Regions from separate parts of the Oryctolagus cuniculus genome. Here region 1 is linked to region 2. Evidence: chromatin contacts called from public Micro-C data. All regions are on one chromosome and are shown on one strand. The core of a region is the stretch at or near the end of the contact, and the rest is flanking DNA. Distances in the headings are between cores, read along the strand shown.

Evidence for each region. Hi-C and Micro-C count contacts between places; a contact is called where the count stands out from the background.
Region 1: a Micro-C map of ear pinna shows a contact between it and region 2, with 4 times the contacts expected there. The contact joins two enhancer-like sites. A contact is called at or near these places in 3 of 6 Hi-C or Micro-C datasets (ear pinna, psoas muscle and an unstated tissue).

Annotation. Positions count from the first base shown.
Region 1 is chr12:99,801,525-99,807,228 of mOryCun1.1, reverse strand. It overlaps WDR93 (WD repeat domain 93), which reads right to left. Exons shown (of 14, transcript XR_011381048.1): 14 at 1-131. Among named protein-coding and RNA genes, the nearest start is that of PLIN1, 4.7 kb to the right of the region's middle. Within about 2 kb of position 3,123, at least 2 of the 8 cell types and tissues checked have an H3K27ac peak or open chromatin away from gene starts, as enhancers often do. A contact at or near this core is called in ear pinna, where this site is marked.
Region 2 is chr12:99,735,420-99,740,745 of mOryCun1.1, reverse strand. It overlaps PLIN1 (perilipin 1), which reads left to right. Exons shown (of 9, transcript XM_070054543.1): 7 at 755-946; 8 at 1,359-1,604; 9 at 2,462-3,355. The coding sequence ends at 2,788. Among named protein-coding and RNA genes, the nearest start is that of KIF7, 9.4 kb to the right of the region's middle. Within about 2 kb of position 2,750, at least 2 of the 8 cell types and tissues checked have an H3K27ac peak or open chromatin away from gene starts, as enhancers often do. A contact at or near this core is called in ear pinna, where this site is marked.

The sequences.
Region 1 (5,704 bases), core at 1,874-4,373, 66 kb before region 2:
TCAGCCTGAATAACGGAAGTCGTGACACCTATGGCAACCTGGTGGAACGCTGGGGACACATGCTAAGAGACATAAGCCAGGTACAAGGACGCACCACAGGGTTCTGCTTCCCTGAAGACATTCAGTTGAATCTTTAAAAAAAGAGTTTTTGGGAAAGATTTATTGTATGTATTTGAAAGGCAGAGTGACAGAGACAGGATGAGACACAGAAAGACATCTCCCATTCCCTGGTTTATCCCCCTAAAGGGCCATAGTAGCTACGTTTGGGCCAGGTCCAAGCCAGGAGGCAGGAACTCCTTCCAGGCCTCCTCCGGGAGTGGCAGGGACCACACTTGGACCATCAAGTGCTGCCTCTCAGGTGCATCAGCAGGAAGCCGGACTGGAAGCGGGGCGGCTGGGACTTGAACCTGCGCTCTGAGATGGGGAGCTGGCGTCACAGGTGGCGGCTTAACCTGCTGTGCCACAACACTGGTGCCAACAACACCTAGTACACCTTTTAAAATGTTCACACACGAGTTCGGACACGCACATAATCCTGAAAACTGGACATGGGAAGAGGCGCTGTGCGCTCTGGTTTTTCACATGAAATACATCCTGGTAACACCCGGGCGGCCCTCACACACCCGCCATGCTCTTTAGTCTTCCCGGCAAGGACTGGGAGGGTCGGGGCTGCAGTGCTGGGCTTGGCCCACGCGTAGGGGGAGGGCAGCAGGCCGGCAGCTAGGAGTGAGGTGCAGGTCAGAAAACCAGGCTTCTCATTCACGCCGCCCGCGTGCAAACCTTGCTCTTGGCGGGCCGGCATGGCGGCACAGCCTGCACCACTGGCATCCCATATGGGCACTGGTTCAAGTCCCGGCTGCTCCTTTTCAGACATGCACCTATGCTCTCCCTCCGTCACATTGCTTCAACCGGAGGCCGTGCAGGGGGCAGCTGGGCAGTTAGGTGGAACTAGAATATGGTCTAAAAGAAAGACCAGAACGGGTGACTTCTCAAACACCACGCTGGCCGGAGGAGGGCTTTCTCTAGAGGTGCGGTGAAAAACGCCACGCGAAAGTGCTGTGGACACAGGACCCACAGGACCAGAGCGTTTGCGCATTCGCACCACCAGAGGGCGCCAGAGCCTGGCCGGTGCGGAGGCGCAGCAGCAAAGCCCAGGGAAGACTAACAATCCCGCCAGCTGAATAAGCAGTGGTCGGGAAGAAAACCAAAATGCTGGTTCCAGTCCTTAGAATGGACTCTGGAGGCCGTTTAAATCGGGTTTCAGACGGATCTGCAGCTGGACTTAAAAATTTAAGAGGCAGTGGGGAGGAGGGGAGAGACAGAGTCACTCTTATCAGATCGCGCCTTCCTACAATGCTAGCAATGGCCCAGGATCTGGGCACTCCATCCAGCTCTCTCACACGGGTGGCAGGAACCCCGCATCATCACCGCTGCCTCCCAGGGTCGACATGAGCAGGAAACTGGAGTGAGGAGGTGGGCGCCGAATCCAGACACTCCAGGATGGGAGATGCGCTTGGGCAGCGGAGCCGGCATGCAGACCTCTGGGGTGGCCCAAACTGCAGTGCCCTGGCTTTTGGGAGCCACCTGCTGCCCTATAGTTCCCTATAGTCTGAGGCCTGCCCCGTCCCTTTCTTACAGGACAGCTCTGCTCTGTTAGTGCTGAGCGGGGGCAGGCGGGGCTTGGTTTAGGTCTGCTGAGCTGGAGGGCCCCATGTGTAATTCTACCCTCCTAACCTCCTACTTGTCAATCAAAATGCCCCCTTTGCTGGATGCATTTGCTTCATCCAGGACCTGGGGGGGTGTGTGTGTGTGCCACGATATGGAGCTCTACGCGGAACTTGCGGAGCTGCCAGGTAATTCCCAGGTGGCTTCCCACCTGGAGAGGCCCCGCCCCCTCCCTCATGGAGGGGCCAGCATCAGGCCGGAGCTCTTGTTCTCTCTTGCTCTTCCACCACAGACCATGGCTGGAGCTGCTGCTGGCTGGGTGGGGGGTGGGGTGGAAGGGTTGGGGGGGCGGGAAGCCCTCTCTCCCCTCCCCCACCCCCTCCTTGCGGGCCCACTGCCCACCCTTCATGAGTGTGGGCAAGCCACGCTCGTGTGCGTCTGTGGGTTCACGCTCCCGTCATGTGAACAGATTTTCTGTATCACTTTCTGCACCGTATTCGTGCCTGCACTCGGAAGGTTCGCCTCCGTGCAAGGCAAGAGCCTGGACCCCAGCCCGCACCGGTGCCCACCACAACTCCCGACAAATAACTCACGGGACCCCCACCCGCTGGGGGGTCTTTAAATACCACCGCATTCAGTTCAATCTTACAGCGTGTTTTCGTGGCCCCTTGAATCTGTTTTCTTGGACTGCGATCCTAATTAGCCTCAAATAGAAGTTTTTTTTTTTTTTTTTTTTTTTTTTCCCTCTTGACTAGGCTGATTTCCTGCCCGGTTGACACAATCAAAATAACTTCAACCCAAAGCGAGAAAAGTGGCCACGTCCTGACGGGGAGGAAACGGGCGTCCACAGGGGAGAGGGGTCTCCAGTGTGCCCGACTTTCCAAGCTCACGCAACACCGAGCGAGTGGCTTCCAGCCCTTCCCTGAGTGCCTGGCCACGTCCTGTGTGCAAGACGCAGGGCGGGACGCGCTCACGGCCCCCTGTGCCCCTGCCGCAGCCTGGAGCCACCCCCAAGAACCCGCAGGCTGCGGGACGTCAGGGAAGACTCCCCAGCACAGCGGCTGGAGGGGCGAGGGGCGGGGCGGCCGGGCTGGAAGCAGGGCGAGGCCTGCACGGTGGCTCCCACAGCTCTGGAGCTAGGTGGGTGCTTCCTTGTTTGCTGACACGGGCCGCGGTGAGCACGAGCCGGCGGGCGGAGGGGACTGCCAGGGTGAGAGCATTCAAGGGGCGGCGTGCGCCAGGCAGCTGGAGGCGAGGTTGCCCCTGCCAGCCGGGGCAGAGGTGGCGGGAACGCTGCCACGTGGGGAGCGCGGGGCAGCCACCTCAACCCTGGCTCTGCGCACTTCTGTGCCTAAGGATCTGCAGTAATTCACCCCCAGGCTTGATGCAAACACATGGGGTCACCCGCGAAGGCGAGGGGGTGGGGCCTGGACCTTGCTGGGCCTTGCACGCCACAGGGACTATGGGCCAAGAGTCTGCTGCTGTGTGTCCCACGGGGTCCTGAAAATTCTGTCCTGGTGTGATCACAGCGGGGGGCCGGGGCAGCTGGGCGGGGTGGGGCGGCCCACTGGCTGCTGACTGGCTGGCCACTGCAGTTCTGGAACTTTCCATCTGTTGCTACACAGACCCACTGCCTTACAGTTTCACCTAGTTTTAGGGCCAAGGACGCGATTTTAGACACAAGGAGTAAACGGGAAGAAAACACTGGGGAGCAAACTCCTTGGGACCCTCCCCACCTGCCCCCCAACCCCCGCCTCCGGTGGTGGGCTGTCAGTGAGGGTCTGGCTGCGGGCACGTCCCCCGTGAAACACCCGGGGACCTCTCTGGGAAGGCCCAGGCACCGACTGGAGCTCGGTGCTCCCCGGTCACCCGCGGCTGCCAGGGGCACAGGATTCGCGTCTTAGCGTCAGGGCCCTGTAGATGGTCCTTCAGGTTCAGGCTGAGGTAACCAGGAGCCCGGCCTACGCCCACCACGCACTGTCTCCTCCCCAAAGCTCGCCCCTGCCCATCTCAGCCCCCACCCTGCCCCACGTGGCTGCCGCCTCTCCTCCCAGCCGTGGGCTCTGGGGGGCCCTCGGCACCCCGCCCTTCCCAGGAGACAGCTGGGAGACAGCGAGGCACACGGAGGTGAGGGGCTGGCAGGGGCCTCGCGGCCCAGAGCGAGGAAGTCAGGACACAGGGACTCTTCCCACCGCCCACAGAGCCCCCCAGGAAAAAGTGAAGTCCCGCAGGGCCGTGTGATACCGGATCTACAAACAGTGGACAGAGGGCGGGCGTCTCGTGGAGTGGGTAAGGTGTCGCTCCAGACACTCAGGTCTGTATCGGAGCACCTGCGTTCCAGTCCCGGTTCCCTTCTGATTCGCTTCCTGCCACCACCCAGGGGAGGCAGGAGATGGCGGCTCAAGTCCTCCAGCCCCGTGCCCCACAGGGGAGACCTGAATGGAGTTCCGGGCCCCTGGCTTCAGCCCGACCCAGCCCTGGCTGTTGTGGACATTTGGGGGAGTGACCCAGGAAATGGAAGATATCTGACTTTCAAATGCAGTGGGAGCAAATACATTTTTTTAAAAAACACGTATGGAATGCGTTATTGTTTTTAAATGCATTCCCCTCACGGTAACCGCAGTGCTCAGTTTTCTGGTGGAAGCGCTAAGGCTGATAAACACTTCGTGGCTGTATTCTCCTGCTTTTTCAAATTTCTGCAAGTTCATACAGAACTTGGAGAGGGTGAACTCGCTTTCCTCAGTGGGTTCCGGTGTGGGGCTCTGGGTCTGAGGGAGCTGCGGGAGTAGGTTCAGCAGGTGGCTGGTGTCCGGTCACCGTGGGCGGGGAGGTGGGAGGGAGCCGCCCTGGGCTGCAGCCGCTGGCTCCGGCCCACGCCCAGGAGGGCAGCCTCTGGCTCTGCAGACAGGAAAGGGCAGGGGTGTGGCCAGAGTCCACAGCAACAGAAACAAGTTCAATAAACAAGGTCTGGGCCCTCTGTCAAGAGCACAGGCAAGCTGGGCCAGGCCCTCCCCAGGGGAACTGCTCCTGCGGCCACGATCTAACACCATGCTCCTGGTTTACATTTCACCATTTTTAAAAGGTTTATTAATTTTATGTATTTGAAAAGGAGAGCGACAGAGAGAGAGAGAGAGAGAGAGAGAGAGAGAGATCTGTCTTCCACCCCTCGTTCACTCCCTAAATGCCCACAACAGCTGGGTTTGGGCCAGCCCAAAGTCAAGAGCCAAGAACACTGGATCTCCCACGAGTGGCAGGGACCCAAGTACTCGAGCTGCCGCCGCCGCCTCTCTGGGTGCACACCAGCAGGACGCTGGACCAGGAGTGGAGGAGCAACTCAGCCCAGGCGCTCTGAGACGGGTGTGGGAGCCCCCAGAGGCAGCTTCACCCCACACCACTGCACACTCCCCATGCACACTGTTGGTAGAAAAGTCGCACACAGGGAAAACACAAAGCAGAAAACCGCACACGCTTGCCTCTCCCAGATGTAGCCAGCGCCACCATGGTTGTACACCCTGCCAGTCCCCACTCACTCAAAATCAGGATTACATTACAAATATCCTACAACTTTTCTTTTTGAGAAATTTCAAATCCATAAAGAAGTAACATTCTTTCTCTCCCTTTCCCCCTTTCCCTCCCCCTCTTCCCTTCCCTCTCCCCCTTTCCCTCCCCCTCTTCCCTTCCCTCTCCCCCTTTCCCTCCCCCTCTCCCCCTTTCCCTCCCCCTCTCCCCTTTGCTCTCCCCTCCCCCTTCCTTCCCCTTCCCCCTTTCCCTCCCCTTCTCCCCTTCCCTTTCCCTTTCCCCTCCCCTCTCCCCTCCCCCTCCTCCTTCCCCCTCCCCTTCTCGCTCTCCAGACGTCCCTGATTTCATCGCTGTTAACCCTTTCACCATGTGTCTCGCCACAGAGGTTTTCCTGGACCACTTGACAGGCTGCCCGAGGTGGCTGGGGAGCCTTCCTTCTGCCATTTGGGTATTTATGACATCATTTGCGGGCCATACAAAACTGTCAGTGTCAAAACAGCCTGCTACAGATGCACTGAAT
Region 2 (5,326 bases), core at 1,501-4,000:
AAAAAGAAGGAACTGGGGCCAGTGCCGTGGCATAGTAGGTTAAGCAGTTGCCTCCAGTGCCGGCATCCCATATGGGCACCGGTTCGAGTCCCGGCTGCTCCACTTCTGATCCAGCTTCCTGCTAATGTGCCTGGGAAAGCAGTGGAAGATGGCCCAAGTGTTTGGCCCCCTTTACCAAGTGGGAGACCCAGAAGAAGCTCCTGGCTTTGGATCAACTCAGCTCCCGCCATTGTGGCCATCTAGGGAGTGAACCAGCAGATGGAAGACCTCTCTCTCTGTCTCTCCCTCTCTCTGTAACTCTGCCTCTCAAAAAAGTAAATAAATCTTAAAGAAAAAAAAAAGGAACTACTTACGTATGCAGCAACAGGGGTGCCTGTCATGCCATTCCATGGAGCTGCAGACACTATCATGGGGGAATGCACGTTGTGTGATCCATTTGCACAAAGTTCTAGCATAAGCAAAAGCAATGCATGGTGAAGCAGTCAGAATCCTTGGCCACTCTTGTGGGAGTGTGGATGAGAGGGGGCACCGGGGCTCCCTGGGGTGTTGGCAGTGCTCTCCGCCTTGGCCTGCGGTAGTTACACAGCTGTGTGCCCAAAAGGAAGGATGCACCGTAGCCTGTGGAAGTGACCACTCAACGAAAAGTTAAAGAACATCCTGTTAGGGCCCCACCTTGCTCTGACCCTGGGGCCAGGGACCCTGGCTGTTGGGGCTCGCCGGCCTCACCAGTGACACGCTGCCGTCCCGCCCTCAGAGTAGCCTGGCCCAGTGGGGCGCGGCGGCGGCCATGCAGGTGGTGTCTCGGAGGCGGAGCGAGGTCCGCGTGCCCTGGCTGCACCATCTTGCTGCGGCCCAGGAGGAGGAACACGCCGACCAGACAGACACAGAAGGAGAGGAGACAGAGGAGGAGTCAGAGTCGGAGACGGAGGAGTACAAGCTCAGAGAGGTGCGGGGCCCATGGGAGCTCAAGGTCCCTCAGCCCACAGGGGGGAGGGGCAGAGGCAGAGGGGGCAGTAGGGGTCTCTGCCCCAGCCTCGGGCCGTGGGACATGGCTGCAGCATGCTTCACCCCGCCCCAAACGCCCAGGACCTCCCTGTCACTCTCAGCGGTCCCTCACGGCACCCCCGGGAAATCAGGCAGGGCGGGGAGTCTTGGCCCTTTTTACAGATCAAAGCACTGAGGGGCAGAAAAGGGGGAGGGACAATCCTAAGGACACACAGCTGTGCCAGAGCAGGCCCCAAGTATCTTCAATTTGACGTCCACATGTTTTCCCCTCTGACTCTAGGGCAGCCCTGGTAGCCAGGAGAGGTGGGGGGGGGGGTGGGCAGGGGAGTCTCTGACTGCGCTCTGGCCCGCAGGTAGCAGCCCTGCCCAGCCCGCAAGGCCTCCTGGGCAGCGTGGCGCACACCCTGCAGAAAACCCTGTATGGCACCATTTCGGCCGTGACGTGGGCACCCAGGGCCGTGCTGGGCACGGCAGGGAGGATGCTGCACCTCACGCCCGCCCACGCTGCCTCCTCCACCAAGGGCAGGGCCATGTCCCTCTCGGATGCCCTGAAGGGCGTTACTGACAACGTGGTGGACACTGTGGTGCACTACGTGCCGGTGAGTCTCACCCCGGGCTAAGCGGGCACTCTCTCCATGATAGAGTTCACTGAAGGGGCTGCAGACCCTCCATCCCCTCAGCCCAGGGGACTAACCCCCTGCAAGCCGCAGTGCCCTGGGAACATTCACATATATGGGGGTCCCCCAACCCCGGGAGCAGCGTGGCCCATGGCCTTGGTCACTGTGCCAGCAGGAGTCTCCCACCATCCCTCTGAAGCTTCCCCCAACCCCCAGCTGAAGGATCTGGCAGGTCTGGGGGCTGCTGCCCAAGCAGGGGTTGGAGGAGTTCTGCACCACACAGGACAGGTGGGGCACGAGTTTCAAGGGTTACCAGTGGAGTCCATTCCGATACTGTCACCCAGAGGAAAACCCCGAGGACAGCATTGCCATCTCTTGGGGCCCATTCCCAGAGCAAGTCACATTGTGCAGGCTGGTGGGGGCTGGCCAGGGCCAGAGGCGCTGTTAGAGCCAGCAAGGAGCTACATCACTCAGTCTCTGCACCCCGTGCATCTCGCCGCCCCCCACCCCAACATGACCAGACAGAACCCCGGCCCCTGGGCGGAGTCAGTGTGTAGACCACGCAGCTTGCAGCTCTGGCCCAAGAAGAGTTAGGAAGGCCCAAGGGACCTGTGGGAATCGGGTACCAGGGCCTTCCCCGCGGAGAGCTCAGTGCAGGCGCCACCTCAAGGGTCTCCCTGCACTCCCACCCCCTCCCGCTGTCCCACACCCCAGCCTGTGCCTTCCCGATGGCCGCTCCGGGAGTGGCAATGAATGGGGGGTGGGGTAGGCAGAAGAGGGTTGGAGACCCAGGGACGAGAGCCACGCCGGGGCCCCTAACGTGACCGCCGGGCCCTCAGCTCCCCAGGTTGTCGCTGATGGAGCCCGAAAGCGAGTTCCGCGACATCGACAACCCGCCGGCCGAGCCGGAGCGCAAGGGGTCGGCGGCGCCTCCCGCCAGCCCGGAGCCCGCGCCGCGCCCCGCGCCGCCCCGCGGCGGCCTGCGCAGCGCGCGGGGCCCGGGGCTGGAGGACAAGGCGGAACCGCTCGCCGCGCCGCGCTCGGGCTTCCTGGCCGCGCCGCGCGAGAAGCCCACGCGCAGGGTCAGCGACAGCTTCTTCCGGCCCAGCGTCCTGGAGCCCATCCTGGGCCGCGCGCAGTACAGCCAGCTGCGCAAGAAGAGCTGAGGCCGCGCGCCGTCCCCCGCCAGCGAACGGAACCCGCGCTGCCCGGGGAGCGCCGGGCGTCTTCAGAGCGGCCCCTGGGGACCCCGGCCTTGTTCTTTCCCGCGCTGCCGCTCAGGCACGCATCATCGTTGCAGCACAGCCGAGCCAGTGCTCCGAGGGCCACGGGCCATCTCAGCTTCGGTGGCTTTTTAAAAAATGTATTATTGTTATTATTAGCGTCGCGCCCCGACCCTCTGATGATCTAGGCTGTCTGCTCTCTGCAGGCCGCCTTTGCAGGGAGCGTTTATTTAAAGCACTGCGCTGCCCTGCGCAGGCCCAGTCCCAGGCCTGGCCTCTCTAGCGCCACCCCCTGCCCACAGCCGCACTCGCATTCGCATCATCCTCACTGCCGTCTGCTGTCTGTCCTTGGAACGCCGGTAGGATGTCCTTTCGCCCAGTGTAGTCTGTACTGTCTGGGCCACATATAGAGGTTCTACACTCCACTTCAAATCCTATTTTTGGAAATGTTAGTACTTGGTCAATCTAGGAAATGCATACATATAAATAAAATATTCAAACATTGCAAAAGGATGTGCGTTTTCCTCCCGGAACCCCTACCCCCACCCAGTTCGCCTTCATAAGGACAACCATGGGAGGGCCTCTGGTGTGTCTTTCCATCCCAGAATACCCACGTGCACCCGCTCAGCTGTCCACTTCCCACCTTTGCTTTTACGGCTATGAGTTGTCATACCAATCTGCTTCGCCACTGAACCATGCACCCTCGAGATCTGTAAATCCAACTATCCAATTTACTCTGCTTTTTTAAAAAAATATTTTATTTACTTAGACACAAAGATATCTTTCATCCTCTGGTTTCACTCCCCAAATGGCCCACAATGGCCAAGACTTGGCCAGGAAAGCCAAGAGCCAGGAGCTTCTTCCAGGTCTCCCACAAGGGTAGCAGGGGCCCAAGCATTTGAGCCATTTTCCCAGGCCAAGTTAGCTCCCTGCTAACTTGGCAATGGAGCAGCCAGGACTCGAACTGGTGCCCACGTGGGATGCTGGCATCGCAGATGGCAGTTTTACCTGCTATACCACAGTGTTGGTCCCCAACTTACTCTTCTTTTCAAAAAATATTTATTAGAGAGAGAGTAAGCGACAGAGCACTTCCACCTGTTGGTTCACTTCAGCCTGCAGTGACTGAGAGCAGACTGAGCCAAAGCCAGGAGCCGGGAAAGCAATCCAGGTCACCCGTGTGGATGACAGGAACCCAGTGTCTTCATCCATGAACGCTGTCTCTCACTCGCAGGAAGCTGGAATCAGGAACCGGAGCTGGGTATTGAACCCAAGTCCTCAGGATAAGGGACCCAGGTACCTCCACCAGTATCTTAACCTCTAGGCCAAACACCTGTCCCCTACTTGCTCTTTTGAGTGGCCACGTATTAGCACTATTATTACACACTGGACAATATGGATGTGCCGCATTTGCTTTAGCAGTCTTCCTCATGATAGACTTTTAGTTGTTTCCAATGCGTCTACTCTTGCAAACTGTGCTATAGTAAAGATCCTTGGGGCTGGCACTGTGGCATAGCGGGTAAAGCCACTGCCTGCAGTGATACCGGTTCAAGACCTGGCTGCTCCACTTTTGATCTAGCTCTCTGCTGTGGCCTAGGAAAGCAGTAGAAGATGGCCCAGGTCCTTGGGCTCCTGCACCCGTGTGGGAGACCTGGAAGAAGCTCCTGGCTCCTGGATCCTGATCGGTGCAGCACCGGCTGTTGCAGCCAATTGAGCCAATTGGGGATGGACCAATGGATGGAAGACCTCTCTCTCTCTCTCTGCTTCTCTCTGTGTGTAACTCTGACTTTCAAATAAATAAATAAATCTTTTTTAAAAAATCCTTGTCAAAAATGTCTCATGCACATATGTGAATATAACTCTGGGATAAGCTGTTATTTGTAACTAAGACAGGCTGGGTGAACAAGTATGTGCATTTTAAACATTGATAAATCAAACCAAAGCCTTCCAAACCAAACCCTGTTTTTAGTTTTTTTTTTTTTCATTTGCAGCTACAGAAATGTGCACAGGTAATTACGAGGCCCCAGCCCATCCTTCCTTCCAGGGTCTCTCACAGACCATGAGCACCCCCCGGCCCCCACTCTGGCGCACACCCGAGAGCCCTGCTCCCTGGAACTGACTCTGGTGGACCTTTGGTGAAGTGAGTTATGGACCTTGATGTGTGATTTCGGAGTCTAAAGATGCCAAGAACAGGGGACATGACTGGCGGGCGCGAACAGGGCCTCCCCACCTTGGGGATGCCCGCCACCCCACTCCCAGCTGTTCCCTGGGGGTGGAGGGGTATGGATCCAGCAAGGGTAGCCCTTAGCATGGCCAGGCTGGGAAGAAGTCAGAGCCCAGGCTCGCCCTGACAGGGCTCCAGGGCAGCTGCTGGAGAAGTGGCTCAGGCTGGATGTGCAGAGAGGAGCGCCCACCTTTCCAGGCCTTACCGGCCCTCCTCCTGTCTTCTTCCTCCGTTGTCCTGCAGCTTGTCTCCCTGGGCCA